Linked DNA regions of Rattus norvegicus: all the other regions are linked to region 3. The links are chromatin contacts, called in public Hi-C maps. All regions are on one chromosome and are shown on one strand. Each heading gives the region's core, a stretch centred on a gene start, on an enhancer-like site or on the middle of the called end of the contact. The rest is flanking DNA. Distances are from core to core; before and after follow the strand shown.

What was found. Hi-C and Micro-C count contacts between places; a contact is called where the count stands out from the background.
Region 1: a Hi-C map of liver shows a contact between it and region 3, with 2.1 times the contacts expected there. The contact joins the enhancer-like site here to the promoter of Map3k1 in region 3. A contact is called at or near these places in 2 of 12 Hi-C or Micro-C datasets (both in liver) and 1 of 1 datasets of contacts at active chromatin or transcription factors (oligodendrocytes).
Region 2: a contact with region 3 is called in a Hi-C map of Schwann cells, with 3 times the contacts expected there. The contact joins the enhancer-like site here to the promoter of Map3k1 in region 3. A contact is called at or near these places in 2 of 12 Hi-C or Micro-C datasets (Schwann cells and psoas muscle) and 1 of 1 datasets of contacts at active chromatin or transcription factors (oligodendrocytes).

Annotation. Positions count from the first base shown.
Region 1 is chr2:45,517,000-45,520,052 of GRCr8, forward strand. No RefSeq gene overlaps it. Among named protein-coding and RNA genes, the nearest start is that of Ankrd55, 130 kb to the right of the region's middle. Within about 2 kb of position 1,437, at least 6 of the 93 cell types and tissues checked have an H3K27ac peak or open chromatin away from gene starts, as enhancers often do. A contact at or near this core is called in liver, where this site is marked.
Region 2 is chr2:45,426,578-45,429,411 of GRCr8, forward strand. It overlaps LOC102554307 (a long non-coding RNA gene), which reads left to right. Exons shown (of 3, transcript XR_005500645.2): 3 at 1-1,378. Among named protein-coding and RNA genes, the nearest start is that of Ankrd55, 220 kb to the right of the region's middle. Within about 2 kb of position 1,569, at least 26 of the 93 cell types and tissues checked have an H3K27ac peak or open chromatin away from gene starts, as enhancers often do. A contact at or near this core is called in Schwann cells, where this site is marked.
Region 3 is chr2:45,146,467-45,149,439 of GRCr8, forward strand. It overlaps Map3k1 (mitogen-activated protein kinase kinase kinase 1), which reads right to left and starts at 1,552. Exons shown (of 21, transcript NM_053887.2): 1 at 1,417-1,552; 2 at 354-1,305. The coding sequence starts at 805.

The sequences.
Region 1 (3,053 bases), core at 187-2,686, 370 kb after region 3:
ACAGGAATAAAGTGAACTCAGGGCACTCAAATATCCAGTTTCAGCCTGGTGAGCCAGAGGTCGTTGTATCGTTTATTTTCCAAAACTTGAAATATGACAGTAATGTTCTTTTCCTCCAAATTGTATGGCTTTGATGTTCATTATCTTAGAATTCATAACACATTTCCCCCCTCTATCATCAAAGCCCTAAAACTTGCTTTGGTCTAGACACCTCCAGAGACTGAATTCATTCCTCCAGTTCATCTGTCAGGTTTCTCCTTCAGAGCAATTTGTCTGAGTATCTTAAAGCCCCATTCCTCAGAGATGCGTCTCCCTCCTCCCCTTCCTTCTCCTCGCCTCCTCATGCCCCCGCCTCCACCCGGTGCAGACAGTTGTTTCTAAAATACTCACTTCAAGGACTCTTTGAGAAAAATCTCACTGAATATCCAAACACCTATTTCCCTAAATTAGGAATTTCAAAGTCGGTGCTTAATTTGTATTTCTAAACTAACACTCTTTCCAAACTTAAAATGCCTCTGGGGTGGGGGGGTGTCTTAGTTTCATTTTTAATCTCCTAGGTAAAGAGACACCTTTCCTCATATGGCTGTACATATTCAACAGCCATGACATTTGGAAACTTCTCTCTCTAAAACTCCTACCAAAGACGGCTCCTTGACCAGTTCAACAAAATGTTAATATTTAGGTTCTGCCCTAAAGTCGGGCCTTCATTTGATACCCTTTGGGAAAGAGCAACTACTAACATGGAGAGTTGACACACATCACGGCCTATGAGAAGGTGCCATGGAACATGGATTTGGCCACCCAAATCACCAAAAGAAAATGGCTTCTGTTACCCGCACCTACTAGGTTTCCATTCAGGGGACAGAAAATCATTGTTTCGTGCCTCCTCATACATGTCTGCTTCCTCTACGCTACTAATCAAAGTGGCTCCCATTTCTACATCGAGTTTGTCAAATACTGACCTACAAGTGAACATAGGGTCAGTTACTGTTCCTCCTTCCCCCGACACAAACTCAAAGGGGCAAGCTTCAGAAGAGCCAGGTGCTCTAAGAGGGCAGCAAGGTTTGACACTCAGATAGTACACAATGGCTCACCCAGCACTGTTGCTGCCACTCTGTCTTGTCACTTGTCCAAGCCCTGCCCTTGTCTGGATTCCCCTTGACCTGATACAATCCCGGAACATAAACACTGTGAGTCTTATAATGGTTCCTTTGTATCCATATCTTTACTTTCCACCCAAAGATCCTTAAAGGCATAAACACACAAAGCCAGGAGCCCAGGCACTCTGCTATCTACCTGCTGACTTCTGGAACATGGTAACAGGATTCTTAACTCTCAGATTAACGGATAACTGAATTTGTTTCCCACCTATGGCATTGCAAGTGTTAAGTGATTCGTCTGACGCCAGAAAGGGAGTGAACTGGTCAGGATGCAGGCTGTTTCACAATAGGCTAGGTCCACGGAGTTATCTCCAGACATGCTCTCTGTTAGGGCTAGATAAACAGTTGCTGATACTCACTATTAATTGATAACTAGCTGGGATTTTCCACTTGAAAGAAATGGAAACAAAGTAAGCAACCCTGCTAGCTGCTTTTCTTTTGAATCCAGTCAACCCTGGGATTATCTTTTTGAGAAGGTCAAAACACCTTCACTGAAATAGCGTCCCTCTGTGGAATGTGCAGACATTTACAAAGTATCCCTGTACTAAAGAACTCTGAGGAATTCCTGAAGAATGGACTGGGAGACGACCTTTCAAGAGTAACCACACGGTGGTCTGGGGAGCAAGTTGGGCATCATCCTCAGTCAGAAAATATTACTATACACAGCATGTTTCTGATTCCAAAGGGGTTAAAAACGTGAGGATAAACAAATGTTCTATAAAGCTGATATCCCACAACAGAGCCCACTACTCCTGTAAAAAGCTAACCGCTGTTAGCATTTAGCTGAAAATGTCAAGGATTTTCCTAAATGAAAAATCCACCCTACCTGAGAGAGGGTTTGCCTGATCCAAAGAGTTTATGGCTCTGATGTATCTTTTCTGGGTGGCACCTATTTAGAATGGGATCTAATTTGAAATCTGAAAGAGAACCCTATTAAAATATTGACAAGCTACTGAGGGAATAGTACCTGGTGACAATTTTCCCTATCGGAGAAGTTGTGCCTAGTGAAGGATAACTGAGGAAGGAGGCAGAGATATGTTTCAAGGTATTAGATTAATTAAGCCGGTTCCGTGGAAACCAATCATAAGCCAATCATGTGAGAGTGCCTTTGGGTAACACCTGTTCTCAAGCACAAAATCTCAAACCCCCCGGAAGTCTTCCTCTTTTCCTTCTGTCCCAGCTGTCTCTCCTCTCAGTTTTATTCCCTCATAACTGGTAAATGGGAAGAAAGGAGTAGCTGTGACTGCAGTTTACATGACTCTGAGACATAAATGTTGTCATAGCTTCTGTGGGGCATGTTAGGGCTAAGTACTGGTCTCTGGTCTACTGGCAGTGTATAACTAATGAGCTAGATATCTCTCTCTCTCTCTCTCTCTCTCTCTCTCTCTCTCTCTCTCTCTCTCTCTCTCTCTCCCATTTCTGGAGAAGGCTTGTGGGTATTTTCCATTCGAGCCTGGCCTCTGCTCCCCAAGTCCCTGTGATCCCGAGGAGACTCACAGACACAGGGCCTCAGTGCTCCCCCATGATTGGCCAGGTTCCCCTGCAAAATGACTTAATAGAAACTAGCTCTTTTCTCTCTGGATGTTCCCTCCAGCTGTTCCAAGACCTTGAAGGTACAAATATCATTTTATGTGGCACTTCTATGTTCCTTTCTCATACTACACACAAACACATGTGCACGCCCACACACACACACACACACACATGCATACACACACAGCAGCCTGCTCTGGGGTTTTCTGGTTCCTGTAACTGTGAAGAGACTCTGTACGGTATGTGGTCTTAACACCTCATTTCTAGAAGAAATTTATTTTTTTCTTGCACATATACCATTCTCATTAATACATCTGATTTTGAACATTAGAAGCAATATTATCTGGCTTTTATAAATGG
Region 2 (2,834 bases), core at 319-2,818, 280 kb after region 3:
TCATAGTGCTTAGTAACTTAGGTCTCAGACCACCACAGAGCAACAGGGTCCATCACATAATTTCTTTGTTCCTTTGGGTCAAGGGTCAACTTTGTCCTTGTCTATAGAATAATCAATTGGAGGACCTTGTGCCCTTAGGGTGGAATATCTTTCTCTGTTTGTCAAGTCACTGCCCTGCAGGTGGCAGAAGAAATTCCTTCCCAGTTCTGCCCCTGCTGCTAAAGGCAGAATAGTACGTTTGGAGATAGTGATGATGAGGGTGAGGTGTGTGTGTGTGTGTGTGTGTGTGTGTGTGTGTGTGTGTGTGTGTCTGTATTGTGTGTCTACCTGTGTATGTCTTTGTGTATATCTCTGTGTGTATCTGTGAGTGTGTATATGTGTGTATTTCTGTGTTCTTCTCTCTCTCTCTCTCTCTCTCTCTGTGTGTGTGTGTGTGTATCTGTGTATATCTGTGAGTGTATATCTGTGTGTGTATTTCTGTGTTCATCTCTCTCACAGATACACACAGATATACATTCACAGGCACACAGAGTTACACACAACACATTATACACACATATACACACACATATATACAGAGAGAGAGACAGAGAGAGAGACAGAGAGAGAGACAGAGACAGAGAGACAGAGAGAGAGAGAGAGAGAGAGAGAGAGAGAGAGAGAGAGAGAGAGAGAGAGAGATACACATAGCCTGGAAGAAGAACTTTGGTTGCTTTTAGCTGCCTGCCACAGGAATCAGTAGATTCCTGACTGCAATGCCTGGAGCAGCAGAACACACACTCAAGCTCTGACCTGACCTCCCCCACCCCTTTTCGACTTTGTGGGACTTGTGTACAATTTGGAAAAGAGATGAAGGACATCCTAGCTCCCAGCTGACCAGCCCCCTCTGTGGCCTGGAGACCCCATTCCCTCTTGCCCTGCCCTACAGGCTTGCAAGCATAGTTCACAGCTCCCTCTGTGGCCTGGCCTTCCCAGACCTTTCCCTCTATAGACAGCCAGTCTCCGGCTCTCTCAGGCTCTAAACCAAGCATTTCGGGGATTGGATAAATGAAAGTACATATCTTGTCATAGAGCAGCAGCGGGGGGAACAGCTGCTGCACCAATTCTGCAAAACCCAGTGCTCCCTGGGGAGTCTGGGCATCTTAGAACCTAGGGATGGCGGCCTCCAATTCTTTTAATTGTCTGCATAAATAATACCGGTCTTAGGAAGTTAGGGGCCACATTTCAGGACTGGCTCTGTATTTGTTAATGGGCCACCCTGCCAAAGAGGTTAAGTCTTTGTGCCTGGAACGTAACTCAAAGCTCTAAGGGTTTAGTAGGGCGACAAACGTCTGTGTCTCTTTTTGCTTTTGACCGAAATCCAGCAGGGAGGAGCCACCCCGGGGGACTTTCAGAAAGGGCTGTGCCAGTCGGTTCCCATCACAACCTAGAGTATGGTGCAGGCCGGAGTGCAACCCCCACCCCCACCCCCCCAACACCCCACCGCCTGTCCCTCCCTGTTTGCCGGAGTGCAGGATCAGGGCGGGGCTGAGCTGTGCCAATCTGGTTCAATAGTCTACTCTACCCCCGGAGAGATTCCCCACTCCCCATCCCACTGCTCAGGGAGCTGCACCGTCGCCCGGGGTCAGTCCACTGCCTGTGTGACAGCTTCCCAGGAAGGAAGGAGCGTTGTCTGCAGATCGCTTATCAGCCGGCTTTCCTGTGTCGGAGCACCGTGGTTTTCCGGGGATGGCTGCCACCCCCGTGATTCCCAGCTCTGGCTGCCCGGTTTGTGATAAATAGGCCATTGTGAGGCCTTTGCGATCTGACTTTCTTATCAAATGATCCACTAGAAAAAGAAAGCTAGAGCGAGATTCCTCCCCAGCTGCCTGTCATCTCAGCTTCTTCCAGTCTCTCCACAACTACAGCCATTTTCAGTTTATGCAGTTTTCCAGGGAATGTTTGGAAAGCAATTTACTTGTCAACGGAGGCAGGGACATAAGGGGGCGTGCCGTCTACTAAGCGGCTTGCCCTGGTTGTGAGGTTAGTTTCTTTGGCTTTGGGGCATGGTGTTTCTACCTGCCCACTTTCCAACGTATACACACCAATAAACAGCGGTGCTGCACCAAGTCTGCAAACCATCAGATTTACTGCAGTGCAACAATTTAGGGGTTTTTTTTGTTTTTGTTTTTGTTTTTTTTTTTTTGTTTGTTTTGGTTTGGTTTTTTTTTGGTTTGTGTGTTTGGTTGGTTGGTTAGTTTTTGTTTATTTTGTTTGCTTTGAGCTAACTGATTTATGGACAAAACTTGAAAGGAGAAAACATTAGTGGAAATTGTTCATTCAATGGAGACCACTACAGACTGTGGCAATTTGGGGGAAACCCAGTGGTGTCAATAATGACTGCTTTTGTAGCTGAAGCAGTTACATGACCCAGAAGGGACTTGGGGTTCCTAGTGTTGTGGTGCTTGTTTGCTAAACGTTGCTAGGCACGGTGGATGGGCAGAGGATGCCCTCTGAAAGGGACCAACACCTGACTGAGTATTCGCCAGCCAAGGTCTTGAAATGCTTAATGTTTGTTTGTCTCTTTCTTTCTTCTCAAAGCTGCATTGTGCTTCACAAATTGTGTGACTAGGACAGTCAGTGGGAGCTCAGATTCATTTGAGTGAACCCTAAAAGTTATTTGAACAGTTTCCCTTTGGGATAATGGACATCAATTAATCCATAAGCTGATGAAGATGATTTCTTTTAAGTTGGTTGTTGGAATAACTTAAGAAGTCTACAAGCTAATAGGGTTCCTAACACGGAGGGCACCTTCTAGAACTGCACTGGTTCCCTGTCAGACTTGCTTCTTCTTT
Region 3 (2,973 bases), core at 302-2,801:
GGCCCGGTACCTGCGGGCGGGCACGCGTCCCCGTGGGGCCCAGGGGCTCTATCCTGTCACAGGGCGCAGACCCACCGCCGTCACCTCCGCCCTCCGGGCTCCCCACTCACAGCGCGCCGTGGGGGCTCTCAGGACCCGGCCCCGGGAGCCCCGCACGTCCGCGGTTTGCACGCCTGTCACATGTCCGCAAACAATAACAAACTCTCCCGCACGCTCCCGTCCTGTCCCCACGCCGTCCCGGGCGCCGCCCGACCTTCAGGGCTCGGGGGCGCGGGGCCCCACGAGCGGAGCCCCGGGAGCCGCGCTCCGTCCTCGCTTCATTCATTGCCCGCCCGGCCCGGCCCGCCGCTCACCCGGAGGGGGCCGCTGCAGAGGGCGGCTCGGCCCCCGCGGGGCTCCGGGCGCCGCTGTCCCGCGCGGCCGCCAGCTCGGCAGAGTGGGAGCCGCAGCGACTCGCTGCTCCCGGGGGTGGCGGTCCCGCCGCAGGCTGGAAGCCACTCGCTCCTGCAGCCGCGTCCGCGGGCTCCGGCGACGGGGAAGTAGATGGGCAGGGCGGCGAGGCGGTGAGGAAGAGCGGCTGCTCCGGCAGCTGGTCCAGCTCCACACTCCTCACTTTGCGCAGCTGCTGCCGCCGCCAGTCCGCGCGCTCGCGGCCCGCGCTGCCAGTCTCCCGCAGCAGCCCCGCGCCCGCTGCGGGCGCGCCGCTTCCCTGGAGAGCTCCGCCGCCGCCGCCCGCCTCGGGGCTCGCCGCCGCGGCGCCCGGGAATCCCGACGACGAGGCGCGATCGCCCGCCGCCGCCGCCATTTTCTCTCGCGGGCTACATTCGCTCGTGCCTGCGGGGGAGGGAGGGGGCGGGGAGAGCGCGGGGGGCGGGCGGAGCGGCGGGCGCGCGCGCTGCGCCGAGTGCGCGGGCGCGAGCGGGAGCGGGGCCGCGTCTCCTGTCTCGGGAGCACGGAGCGGCGGGCGCGCGGCGCAGGTGGGAGGGCAGGGGCTCTGCTGGGGCCGCGCGGGGCGCTGTGCGCTGCACCCGGGCAGCTGCCAGGTAGTACGGGGCGGGGCAGCGGCTCGGCCGGAGCTCGTCCACCCTTGAGCAAGCAGTAATTGGGGCGTGAGTCCCTGGTGCTGGAAGGGGACGCAAGCCGGAGGACTCACGGTCGGTCACTTCACGCTCTCAGTAGCGGGCGCTGGGGGCCCGGCGCGCACCAGCCTGGCCCGCGCCCGAAGCGCAGGTGGCGCCCGGGACTGTCGCCTGCTGCAGACAGACGCGAAGCCTTCTCTTTGGAAAGCAGACCTCTTGTCCCGCCCTGGTGTCACAAATAACACTACTTAAGATTTCCTGTGCTACCTTGTGCACATCTGAGGCCGCTGGTTTGGGACACCCTCCCTCCTCCCACCGGCTATGCAAAAGGACCAACCCGGGTGCTCTGCCAGAGGTTACTCCCCCGTCTTGGAAAGGCAGCCTCCGACCGAAAGCGGGAGAGCACGTCTAGGGAAAGAGCCAGCGCTCTGCCAGGAAGCGCTGGATCTTGCCATCTTCTACCAGGTCTCCCCACCCCCCTCAGATGCTCCCAGCTGCACGTCCCTCTTCCTGGCAGTCAGGTGACAGGCCGGGTTCCTGGGTCCCCCCTTCCCCCACCGCCGCCGCTCCCAGGTTGTCCTATGTAGCGTCCCTCGCCTCTCTCCTGCCTGGGAGTCTTTTTAGAAAAGGTGCTGGGGATAGAGAAGCTGTAAATATATGGGAATTCCCACCCCACCCCTTTTCAACGGGATGGAGCTGCCATGTCGCCCGTATCTCCCCCTCCTCTGCTACTTCTTTTCCTCCGCCTATTTGTCTAGACTAGGCAATCTTTCAGAACCCCGGACCTCTAGATTTAATTTTTGAAACATTAAGACATGAGGCGTGGGGGAGGGGTAAGAAGGGTTTTCGTCTTACAGTAAAAGGAGAGATCTCGCCTGCATTTAAACAAAAGCCTGAACTATCTCAAAATAATTCATTTAACGTCTCCAAAGTAGATCTAATGAAGCCCTCCTTAGGTGTGTAATGTCAGCTGGAGAGCAAGAAAGGGGTTTTTATTTTTTTTTAAAGGATCCTGACTTCAATGTAAGCTCCGTGTTATGCTGAGTGCTACAACATCTGGCAGGCTATAGTTTTTGATGGTTACATTAAAAGGTACACATTTTGAAAGTTTAGATTAGTCTGTTCAAGATTTGGGTCTCCATTTAGGCTATAATTATATGCTCTTTTAATAGTAGACAAGCGTAACATCCAAACCAAACAGTAGTTATTTCCTAGGTCTTCCTAGATTGCCACACCCACCAAATTCTAAATCGAAAAGGATTAGCTTTTCTGGTTTCTACTGAGATCTAAAATAAACTTTAAATTGGCACACTCATAGTTAGGTACCTGTAAGTGAGAAAAGCCACTGCAGACCCTTCTTAGCCTTTGTCTCTATCTTTGGACCAGCTTTGGAAGTTTGGCCTGAATAATAAAGTTTTTTTTTTTTTAAAGGAAATTCCAGCAAAAAGTGACTTTTGCCTCTTTATTTGTATGGTGTTTGTTTGAAAATGAGGGTGGGCATCAAATGAAGCACAGCTGACTAACTGCCGTGCTCTGGCCTCCACATACCGCATCAGTCTATGAAGACTATTAAGACCTTTTGAATCGCATTTCCTTTTGTCTTTTATGGACATAATTCTGCTGTCATTATGCTCCTATACACAGACACACAGTTTTCTTTCAGAGATAAATAATCAAAGGGCCCAATCGACTAAGGAAGTCAGCTCCCTGCTATATACATCCATATAAAGTCTCCTTTGAAAGCAGTTAACTGGATAGGTCCTACCCAACTTTGTGAGTCGTAGGTATGGTTAAGTGGGCCCCTCCCCATCGACACACACCCACCCCACCCCACCCCACCTCCACCTGGATCCTGGAGCTCTTTGGGTCCTCTGTTGTATTTCTGCAGAAGCAC